2 separate regions of the Mus musculus genome follow, and region 2 is linked to region 1. Evidence: chromatin contacts called from public HiChIP or PLAC-seq data. All regions are on one chromosome and are shown on one strand. Each heading gives the region's core, a stretch centred on a gene start, on an enhancer-like site or on the middle of the called end of the contact. The rest is flanking DNA. Distances are from core to core; before and after follow the strand shown. Region 1 has its middle 26 kb from the start of Actrt3. Region 2 has its middle 3.6 kb from the start of Gm33641.

What was found. HiChIP or PLAC-seq counts read pairs in DNA pulled down with a chosen protein or histone mark.
Region 2: a contact with region 1 is called in an H3K27ac HiChIP or PLAC-seq map of embryonic stem cells, with 6 times the contacts expected there. The contact joins two enhancer-like sites. A contact is called at or near these places in 2 of 484 Hi-C or Micro-C datasets (embryonic stem cells and group 2 innate lymphoid cells) and 5 of 115 datasets of contacts at active chromatin or transcription factors (bone marrow-derived macrophages, embryonic limb bud, embryonic stem cells and 2 more).

What each region holds. Positions count from the first base shown.
Region 1 is chr3:30,571,215-30,575,801 of GRCm38.p6, reverse strand. No RefSeq gene overlaps it. Among named protein-coding and RNA genes, the nearest start is that of Actrt3, 26 kb to the left of the region's middle. Within about 2 kb of position 2,666, at least 7 of the 459 cell types and tissues checked have an H3K27ac peak or open chromatin away from gene starts, as enhancers often do. A contact at or near this core is called in embryonic stem cells, where this site is marked.
Region 2 is chr3:31,053,487-31,058,256 of GRCm38.p6, reverse strand. No RefSeq gene overlaps it. Among named protein-coding and RNA genes, the nearest start is that of Gm33641, 3.6 kb to the left of the region's middle. Within about 2 kb of position 1,701, at least 156 of the 459 cell types and tissues checked have an H3K27ac peak or open chromatin away from gene starts, as enhancers often do. A contact at or near this core is called in embryonic stem cells, where this site is marked.

The sequences.
Region 1 (4,587 bases), core at 1,417-3,916:
ACCTCCTCTTTAGTCTCCATACTTCTTGTCTTCAACTGATGGCTTAGTTTGAGTTTCTATTGCTATGAAGAGACATCATGACCATGGCAACTCTCATTAAGGCAAACATTCAATTGGGGCTTGCTTACAAGTTACACAAATTTAGTCCATTATCATCATTAGAGGAAGCATGGCAGCCCACATGAAGGCACGGTGCTGGAGAAGGAGCCGAGGGCGATTGTTTTACAACTAGATTGGCAAGCAGCAGGGAGGAAGATGGTGACACACTGGCCAGGCTTGAGCTTTGGAGATCCCAAAGCCCACCCCCCAGTGACACACTTCCTCCAACAAGGCCACACCTCCTAATAGTGCCACTCCCTATGAGGCTATCTTATTTAAAGCACTACAACTTGCCACCAGTAGATTCTTCAGAAATCAGGCAGAATAACTTTATTAAAAAGCAAACTGAGCCATACCCCTCTGCATAGCCTTCAGTATTTTTTTTTTTTTTTTGTGAAACCTGGAGTCCAGTCGAGGATTCCCATCACTGCCTTGCTCAAACTGGTCCTTACATGTATCTCCAACCTCACTTTAACCATCCATTTCCCATGTTGTTTTCCAGACACCACATCCCCCTTCTTTCATACCCCGACTCTCGCCAAGCTCTCTCTCCCCTGAACGTCTCTGCTTTCGTTGCTCTAGCAGACTGTGGCACCTTTCATTCTGAAGTCTGCATGGCTACTTCTTAGAAGCTTCTCTGGAATCATTTTAAAGCAAGTTCTCCTTCCTCTTAAGGCATTTGGCCGGTTTGTTTTCCTAGTTTGTAATAAATTATTTTCCCCCAACTATATATTAGCAAGTCATTTAACTAATGGGCAGATTCCTGGAGCCCAGAACATAAAAGGTGCTTGTGTCAGCTCTCTCTTACTACAGGAAATACCCGAGAGACTACCAACATATAAAAAGAAAGGGTCTGCTGGGCAGTGGTGACGCACGCCTTTAATCCCAGCACTTGGGAGGCAGAGGCAGGTGGATTTCTGAGTTCTCGGCCAGCCTGGTCTACAGAGTGAGTTCCAGGACAGCCAGGGCTATACAGAGAAATCCTGTCTCGAAAAACAAAAACAAAAGCAAAAACAAAAAAAAAAAAGAAAAAGAAAAAGAAAGGGTCTGTTTTGGCTCACAGTTTTGGGGGTTACAGTTTCTCCTGTTCTGGAGTCTGGCACAGCAGCATTTGACAAGAGCAGTATCAACTACTGGAGAAAGATGATGAAACTGGAGTCCTGTAATCACCTCACTGACCCAACACTTCTCCTTAGGCCCTGCTTCTTAAAGTAGTGCCCTAGGGGCCATTCCAGATCCAAACTATCGCTGTGCTCGGACACTGTCTGTTGAATGAATGAATGAATGAATGAATGAGTGAGTGAATATTGTTGAGGCAAAGAATGAACTATCTGGTGTTATTCCTTATTCTACTAGCACAGATGAAACCTGCTGAGCGTTTGCCTGCAATAAACACTGTATGTTTTACCAGGAACAACACTACTGTGGGCATGGTCAGAGGTCGAAAATGAGGGAATTAAAAAAAAAAATGTTTTCTTTTTTATTAAGCTCACATTTAAAGCAATAGGTTTTATTATGGAAAGCTCATGCATACATACCATTACATTTTGTTCTTATGCATCCCCGGCCCTCAGAGCCCCCTTCTTCCTGGCCCCATTCTGTTGCAGCCCCTACCATTATGTCTCCTCTCTGTTTTTGTCATGTGTGGCTCATCACCCTCTTCCTCCTTTCTCTCTTATGAGCTCTTCTTTTTCTTTTCTATTTTCCTAACTCTCTCTCTCTCTCTCTCTCTCTCTCTCTCTCTCTCTCTCTCTCTCTCACACACACACACACACACACACACACACACACACACACACAGAAAGAAAGAGGCTGCAAAATGAGAAAATGTGCCCTCCCCAGCCTTGAGCGGGATGAATCAGACCTTGTTTGTGCCACAGCCCGCTAGCCCACCTAGGGTGGAGTCTTCTGACCTAGGTGCAGTCTATTGTCTGTCAATACTGTCTGCAGCTTCCTGCAAGAAGCCACCACCTGCTGAGCAGCCTGAGCTTGTTGTCCTGGAGATCCTGACAAAGTGACAAGATCCTGGCAGAGCCAGGGATGGGTTTCCCCCTTTAAAAATTCAGACACAAGTAGTAAATATTGGGCCTTGATCAGAAACTTAGTCTCAGTCTCATTCTTCTCCTCACTGTCCATCCCATACAGCCCCAGCTTTCCTTGCAGGAACCCAGTTCCCTGCAGCTGCTGGCAACTACAAGAAAAAAAAAAAAAACCTCTTAACTATAGACAGAGTTAATGTCTGGAGTATATAAGAAGAAACACAAAAATTAAACACCCAAGTAAATTGTCCGGTTCATAAATGGACTCATGAATAGACAGTTCTCAAAATAAATATAGGTATAAACACAAAATAAACGCATATCTGAAATGCTTTCAATATCCATAGCCATCAAGAAACTGCAAATTAGAACTGCTTTGAGAGTCTTTCTCCCCCCCAGGCACCTTACATGCTGATGAGGCTAAGCTGCTCCAGAAGACAGAGCTAAAACCAGAACTGTGTATGACTTGGCTACACCAGTCAGCTGCGTACTACACAAGGCATGCTCACCGTGATTACTGCCACTCTATTCATAATGGCCAAGAGATGGAATCACTCTAGATGTCCATCAGCAGATGAATGCACTAAAGCAGGTGCAGTTAGTTCATATGCACTATGGGATTTTATTCTGCCACAGAGAACAATGAAATAATGACATTTACAGGAAGTGACAGGAACTTCACATTTTCTTCTGTATTTGGCATATATGACAATGGAAATTCACCTTCATATTCTTCCCCTTCTCCCTGCCCATTTCTCTCTTCTCCTACCACTAGCTCACATGTTATTTGATTGGTTACTTATTACAGAAAGATTCCTATGAGTACTCTTATAAACAAGGTAAGAATAGCCTCTAAGATAATTTTGAGCTATACGTTAATTTTTGGATAGTTGAAAATTCTTTATTATTATTTTTAATTCGTAGTATCACTACCACAATTTACAAGGCAATATACCCAAATCAATGAAAAGAAAGACAAAGGCAAAGCTACCACAGATAGAAGGCCTCGGGAATGCACATCTAGGTGACACTGTATCCACAAATCAATAGCTGCCCTTTTGTAAACTGTGGCTATGACAGTCCTGGAAATAAAAGGGTTTCCTGTTTAAACTACAGTAACTCAACTGACTATGGGTCATTGCTCCTTCTGTGGTAAAATTTGCAGTTCCTCTGATGCACTTGGGAAGACTGTCTCAGAGTAGCCTTCAGCTTTCCTGACAACTTCTCACTTTTCTGCTAGGAACTGGAAGTCCTTCTCTGATGTTTTAAACTTTTTCTGCTCAGAGGAGAGGGGGAGAGGGGATGCGGAAGGATTGTGGAAGGGGGTGATGGGGAGGGGGCACTGTGTAGGATGTAGGGTGAATACGTAAAAAATAATATTAAATTAAAAAAATAGAATTATGTAACAGCAAGCATTACTTTATTATTATAAGCAGCAAATTCAATTCTAAATTGACCTTGTGGGCACTATCTATCTATCTATCTATCTATCTATCTATCTATCTATCTATGTATCTACTTATGTATGTATGTATGTATGTATCTATCTATCTATCTATCTATCTATCTATCTATCTATCTATCTATCTATCTTCTGTTACCTCATTTACTACTTCCACCACCAGACTCCTGGGATTGCCTGAGCGTCTTTCACCACACTGGCCTGCTTCAATGGCCTATATTTGAATGCTGTTGTCCACTGTAATTTCCAAAGTCATTATAGTTCCCATCCCCATCATAGTTGCCTCCACCAAAATTTATTCCTTCATTGTAACAATCGTATTTTCCTCTTCCACCATGTTGGTTTCCATATACTGGTTCATCTCTATAACAGTCCCCTCTAAAACTGTAACCAGACCACCACAGCCTTCTCTACTACTGTAACCAGACCACCACAGCCCTCTCTACTACTGTAACCAGACCACCACAGCCCTCTCTACTACTGTAACCAGGACCACAGTCCCCTCTACTACTGTAACCAGGACCACAGTCCCCTCTACTACTGTAACCAGGACCACAGTCCCCTCTACTACTGCAACCAGGACCACAGCCCTCTCTACTACTGCAACCAGGACCACAGCCCTCTCTACTACTGTAACCAGTACCACAGCCCCCTCTACTACTGTAACCAGGACTGGCACCATACCTTCCTCTATCACTTTAACCAGGATCACTACAGCCTCCTCTACTACTGTAACCAGGACTGGCACCATAGCTGCCACCATCACCTCCAAATCCATTATACTCACCATTACCACCTACACAACTACCACTACTGCCACAGACAGTACCACTATCATAGCCTCCTCTTCTACTAAAGTTTGCACCATGACTAAATTACCTCCACCACCTCCAAAGTTTCCACCATGAGCCATAAAGTTGCCTGATTTACCAGGCACAGGCATGAGCTGTGAGCAAAACACTCATACATATAACATAAAAAAAATAC
Region 2 (4,770 bases), core at 452-2,951, 480 kb before region 1:
GCGTCAGACCTCTTAGAACTGGGATTGCAAATGGTCATGAGCCACCATGTGGGTGCTGGGAACTGAACCCAGGTCCTCTGTAAGAGCGATGAGTGCTTTTAATCAGTGTCAGCTTAAGCCATATTGTTTTCATATGGTTGTTTAGTTGGTTATTTTTCTATCAGTCCCAGGGATTCAAATTAGGGCCTCACTATAGCCCCTGCTAAATCATGTTTATGAATGACAATCTGAGTGTCTGAATTTATAGGTTAAATCAATAAAGGACACCACTTTAATGTCCTGTAACGTTTGATATAACTAAGTTCCTGTGCACATTAATAACCGAGTCAACTTTAATTTTATTTGTATTTATTTATTTATATTGATTTGAGACAGGACCTCGTTTAACCAGACTGAGATTAGAGGTACCTGCTGTGGCTGCCTCTGCCCACCTTAGTTTCATTATCAACTAGAAATATTCTTCTTCATAGGAGAAACATGGCATACTTAAACCCTCACATATATTTCCTCACAAAGGAGGTTCTCACTCATAGTCCATAAAGATAACATAGAGTTACAGTACCTACAGAGGGAAAGAATCCTACTTAAGTCAAACTCCAAAATAACTTAGATTTCATTCTGAAGATCAATTTGTATAGTATATTGAGTCGATTAAAATCGAGACACAGATGAACACCGATAAAATCCTGAACTTCTTGGTCACTGGCTACTTGCGGGTGAGTTCAGACCGCTTCTGCAGGGTAACTCTGACCATCATTAGGCAAGAGACTGACCCCTAGTGGTGAGACATAGCATCATCATTCAGCCAACCAGGGCCAAAGTTGTCTGTCCCACTTCCGATCTCCTACAAGCCCAAACCACACTGCTAGGGAGAGACCATTTTAACCCAGGAAATACCTCCTACATAAACGCATGCGTATGCTTTAAAAAAAAATTCTAAATCAACTTTTCTGCAACACATTTGTTCATAGTATCAAACAAAAAATTCCTTAAAATTGCACTTTTCCAACTCCCGTAGAACTTATGTTGCCTCCTCTCAGACTTGCAGGGCCACAGTGGAGCGCCGATTTACACCTCCCCCTCCCCGCCCTCCCCCACACCAGAACCCCGCTGCTGCTGAGAAAAAACAGTTTTCACTCCTCCCTCCCTACACAGCAAAACATGGAACCTGCTAGAGCCGGAGGGATCTTCCACATTCCGCTCCGTGCCGCCGTGCCAGCAACTCTCACCGTAAATGTATCAAATGTATCTGTTTTCCACCTCGGCTGAAAAGCTTGCTTGCTTGTTTGTTTGTTTGTTTGTAGTGGGCAACAGTTAATGTGAACTCAAATTTCACCGTGCTAAGAATAAACGATAGGTGGGGGCTGGAGAGATGGCTCAGCGGTTAAGAGCGCTGACTGCTCTTCGGAAGGTCATGAGTTCAATTCCGGACATGGTGGCTCACAACCATCCATCCGTAACGAGATCTGACGCCCTCTTCTGGAGTGTCTGAAGACAGCTACGGTGTACTTACATATAATAAATAAATCTTAAAAAAAAAAAAAAAAGGTGTATTCAGCCATAAAACTTGGACATCTATGTCAATACTCTATCCCAAGGAGTAAAATGCTCTGTCGAACTTGACCTGGCTACTGTACTCATGCACCCGGTTGCTGTGGCTGCCTGCCGGTAAGACTTGCACAAAAATGAAACCAAATTCCAAAATGAATTGGGGCGCGCGTGCGCGCGGGGGGGGGGGGTTGCCTCAAGGTCCCACTCCTAGGGAAGGACCTACCGGCAGCTGGTGGTTGCTGAGGGAAGGGGGGTCATTTTTTAGCGTAGCTGCTGGTAGTTTGCTCTGTGGTCCTGTGGATGGCTCCAGAGCCCTGTGCACAGGGGCAGCTCTGATTGGCTATGAGTTATGAAGGGGAGGAAGACAAGTAGGGATCTAGCTGCAGCGAGGAGGGGGTCCAGTTAGAGCTGAGATGGAATATGGAGGGTGGATGAACAAAATACATTGTACAAACGCATGGAATTCTCAAATAAAAACAGTATATTTCGGGGGCTGGTGAGATGGCTCAGTGGGTAAGAGCACCCGACAGCTCTTCCGAAGGTCAGGAGTTCAAATCCCAGCAACCACATGGTGGCTTACAACCATCGGATCACAAGATCTGACTCCCTCTTCTGGAGTGTCTGAAGACAGCTACAGTGTACTTACATATAATAAATATTTAAAAAAAAAAAAAAACCAGTATATTCTAAAACCTCCCAATCAATGCACGAACTAAACTTTTAAGCTTAAAATAAGGAAAGTTTAGAAAAACATCAAGGTTGACACAAAAACATAAGGGTTGCTTCTCAGCCGTGTATGTGTGAAGCGATGGGCCCAATCTTCAACAATATGAGCAAAAATCAAACCATACAGTAAAACTGAGTCAGACCATTCACAAATACAGCTCCTGCGGTACACGGGAACATCTGTGTTAGGGAAAACCTTAGTGATAAGAAAAGAAAAAAAAAAAAAAAGGTTGCTTACATTTTCTCCAGGGGCTACTTGGGCAAGCTCTAGGCCAATGAGAAACCCTAGCTTAACAACAAAAATAACAAAAGAAAAAGATGGACCCGAGGATCACTTGAGACTGTCTGAGGCCTGTGTACCACAAGCACACCCAAAATTCCAAAGTTACGTTTTTGCAATATATATTTTATTCTTAAGTATTAATATAAAGTCAGAGAACTACTCACAAAGTTCTTACGAAAAATTTCAAACTTTTATTCATGAGGAGACAATGATGCTTGGCACTTGTGTGGTGGTCAAAGGACAACTTCCAGGAGTGGCTTCCCGACTTCCACCATGTGGATCCCAGGGGTTCCACTTTCGTTGTGAGGACTGTTGACAAGGGCCCGCACTACTGAACCATCTCACCCCTAAGTAACTCCAAGACAAGGCCTTCTATCATAAGTTGATCTGGAATTCTGAATACAGCCAAGGAGACTCTTGAACTCCTGATCCTCTGGTCTCCCAGGTTAGCACTTGGGATTTCGTGTTTGCCACCGTGCCCAGCTTGCGATAAGTTTTAGATTCTAGTACTAAAAACCCAGCGCCTTCCTTTTTTATTTTAAACTACTTTAGAGAACACTCTGCAGATAAAACACGCCATATGCTGAAATTAGCCAGACCCACACCATGCCACTCAAATGAACTTCTATATTTAGAACAGCCATTTGGAACAGAAACAGTGGTGCTTTAAGCTGGATTTTGTTCACTATCGAGTATATTTGTATTTGCCAAAAAAATGAAAAAAAAAAAAAAACATGGCAAGATTAAGAACTAGAAAAGCAGCCGGGTGGTGGTGGTGGCGCATGCCTTTAATCCCAGCACTTGGGAGGCAGAGGCAGGCAGATTTCTGAGTTCGAGGCCAGCGTGGTCTACAGAGTAAGTTCCAGGACAGCCAGGGCTACACAGAGAAACCCTGTCTCGAAAAACCAAAAAAAAAAAAAAAAAAAAAAAAAAGAACTAAAAAAGCAAGAAAATTTTAACCCTTCTCGTTCTCTTTCCACATGCTAGTCTCTGCCCAAAGATGCATTGTTAACATGTATACATGGCACAATGGCTAGATTCTGCCTAAAGGAGAAGATGCAGTTCTTTTCTGAGATTATGACTTCATTGTTTACCCACTCTCCTAAACATTTTGCGATTGCATGTTTCTTTAGAGCTGAATCAAACTCACTCCAAGTTTTCATTATCACCTGTTGGTGGACAAAGAAGTTGATGGAATCATTTGCTACATCGACTAAAGCAGCAGTAAACATGGGGTGCAAACCGTACGGTAGGGTGTGGTGTTCTCTGGGCGTATGCCCAGAATTGAAAGAGTGGGGTCATGTGCTAATTCTATTCTTGATTATTTGAGCAGTCTCAAAACTGATCTCCGTAATGGCTAGATTGCTTTTCACCAACAGTGAATAAAGGTTCCTTTTTCTAAAGGTCCCCTCCAGCATTTGTTGTCAGACTTATAACAGCCACGCTGACTAGCATCAGGTGGTAACTCAAGGTACGTTGTCTTCATTTGCATTTCCCCGAGAGCTAGGGACATGGAACTCCTCTTCAAATGCTTACGGCCACTTGTTTCTTTTCCCAAAGACTACCTGGCCAGCTCATTTGCCCATCTGTTAACGAGCAGCTTTATTATCTTTTCACCGGGAAAAGCGAAACCATGGCAGCCACATCCTGACCTTTCTGTGCATATTCAAAACACAGGAGAGCTTTGTGCAACGTACTCAGTCTAAAATGTCCGCCACAGATCATCTCGAAATAAAAACTCATCGGCTTCATTAAGTCACATGATAGCAACATGGCCCCCCCTGTGCATTTACTGCATCTCCTTGGCCATCTCCTGCAAGTTTGTGGGTTGCCTGTCCTGGGTGTAAATGGCAGAGGTTCAGTGTTGTCACCCTTATTTAGCATGATACACAGTCCACTGCAGTAGGTGTGTGGCTGACTACTGGGACTAAAGGTCTCACAGTCTTTGCTTCCTTTCTTTGCTAGAGTAAATCTAGGATAGACACCAGCTCTACGACATGTCTCACGGCTTGGTGGTGTTCAGAAACAAGCTGTCAGTGCTTCAAGGGCTGGAGATGGGCTTTACCTTTTTGGGGGAAGGAAGCTGGCTGTCCCAGTGACTCAATGATTTAGATACAAAATCCCCCTAAAACTCCAAGATCCTTTTCCTGCCTGGAAACCTCACCAATGCTGTCTGGAACTGTTCTGAGCAAGAGTGCAATCAGGGTAAG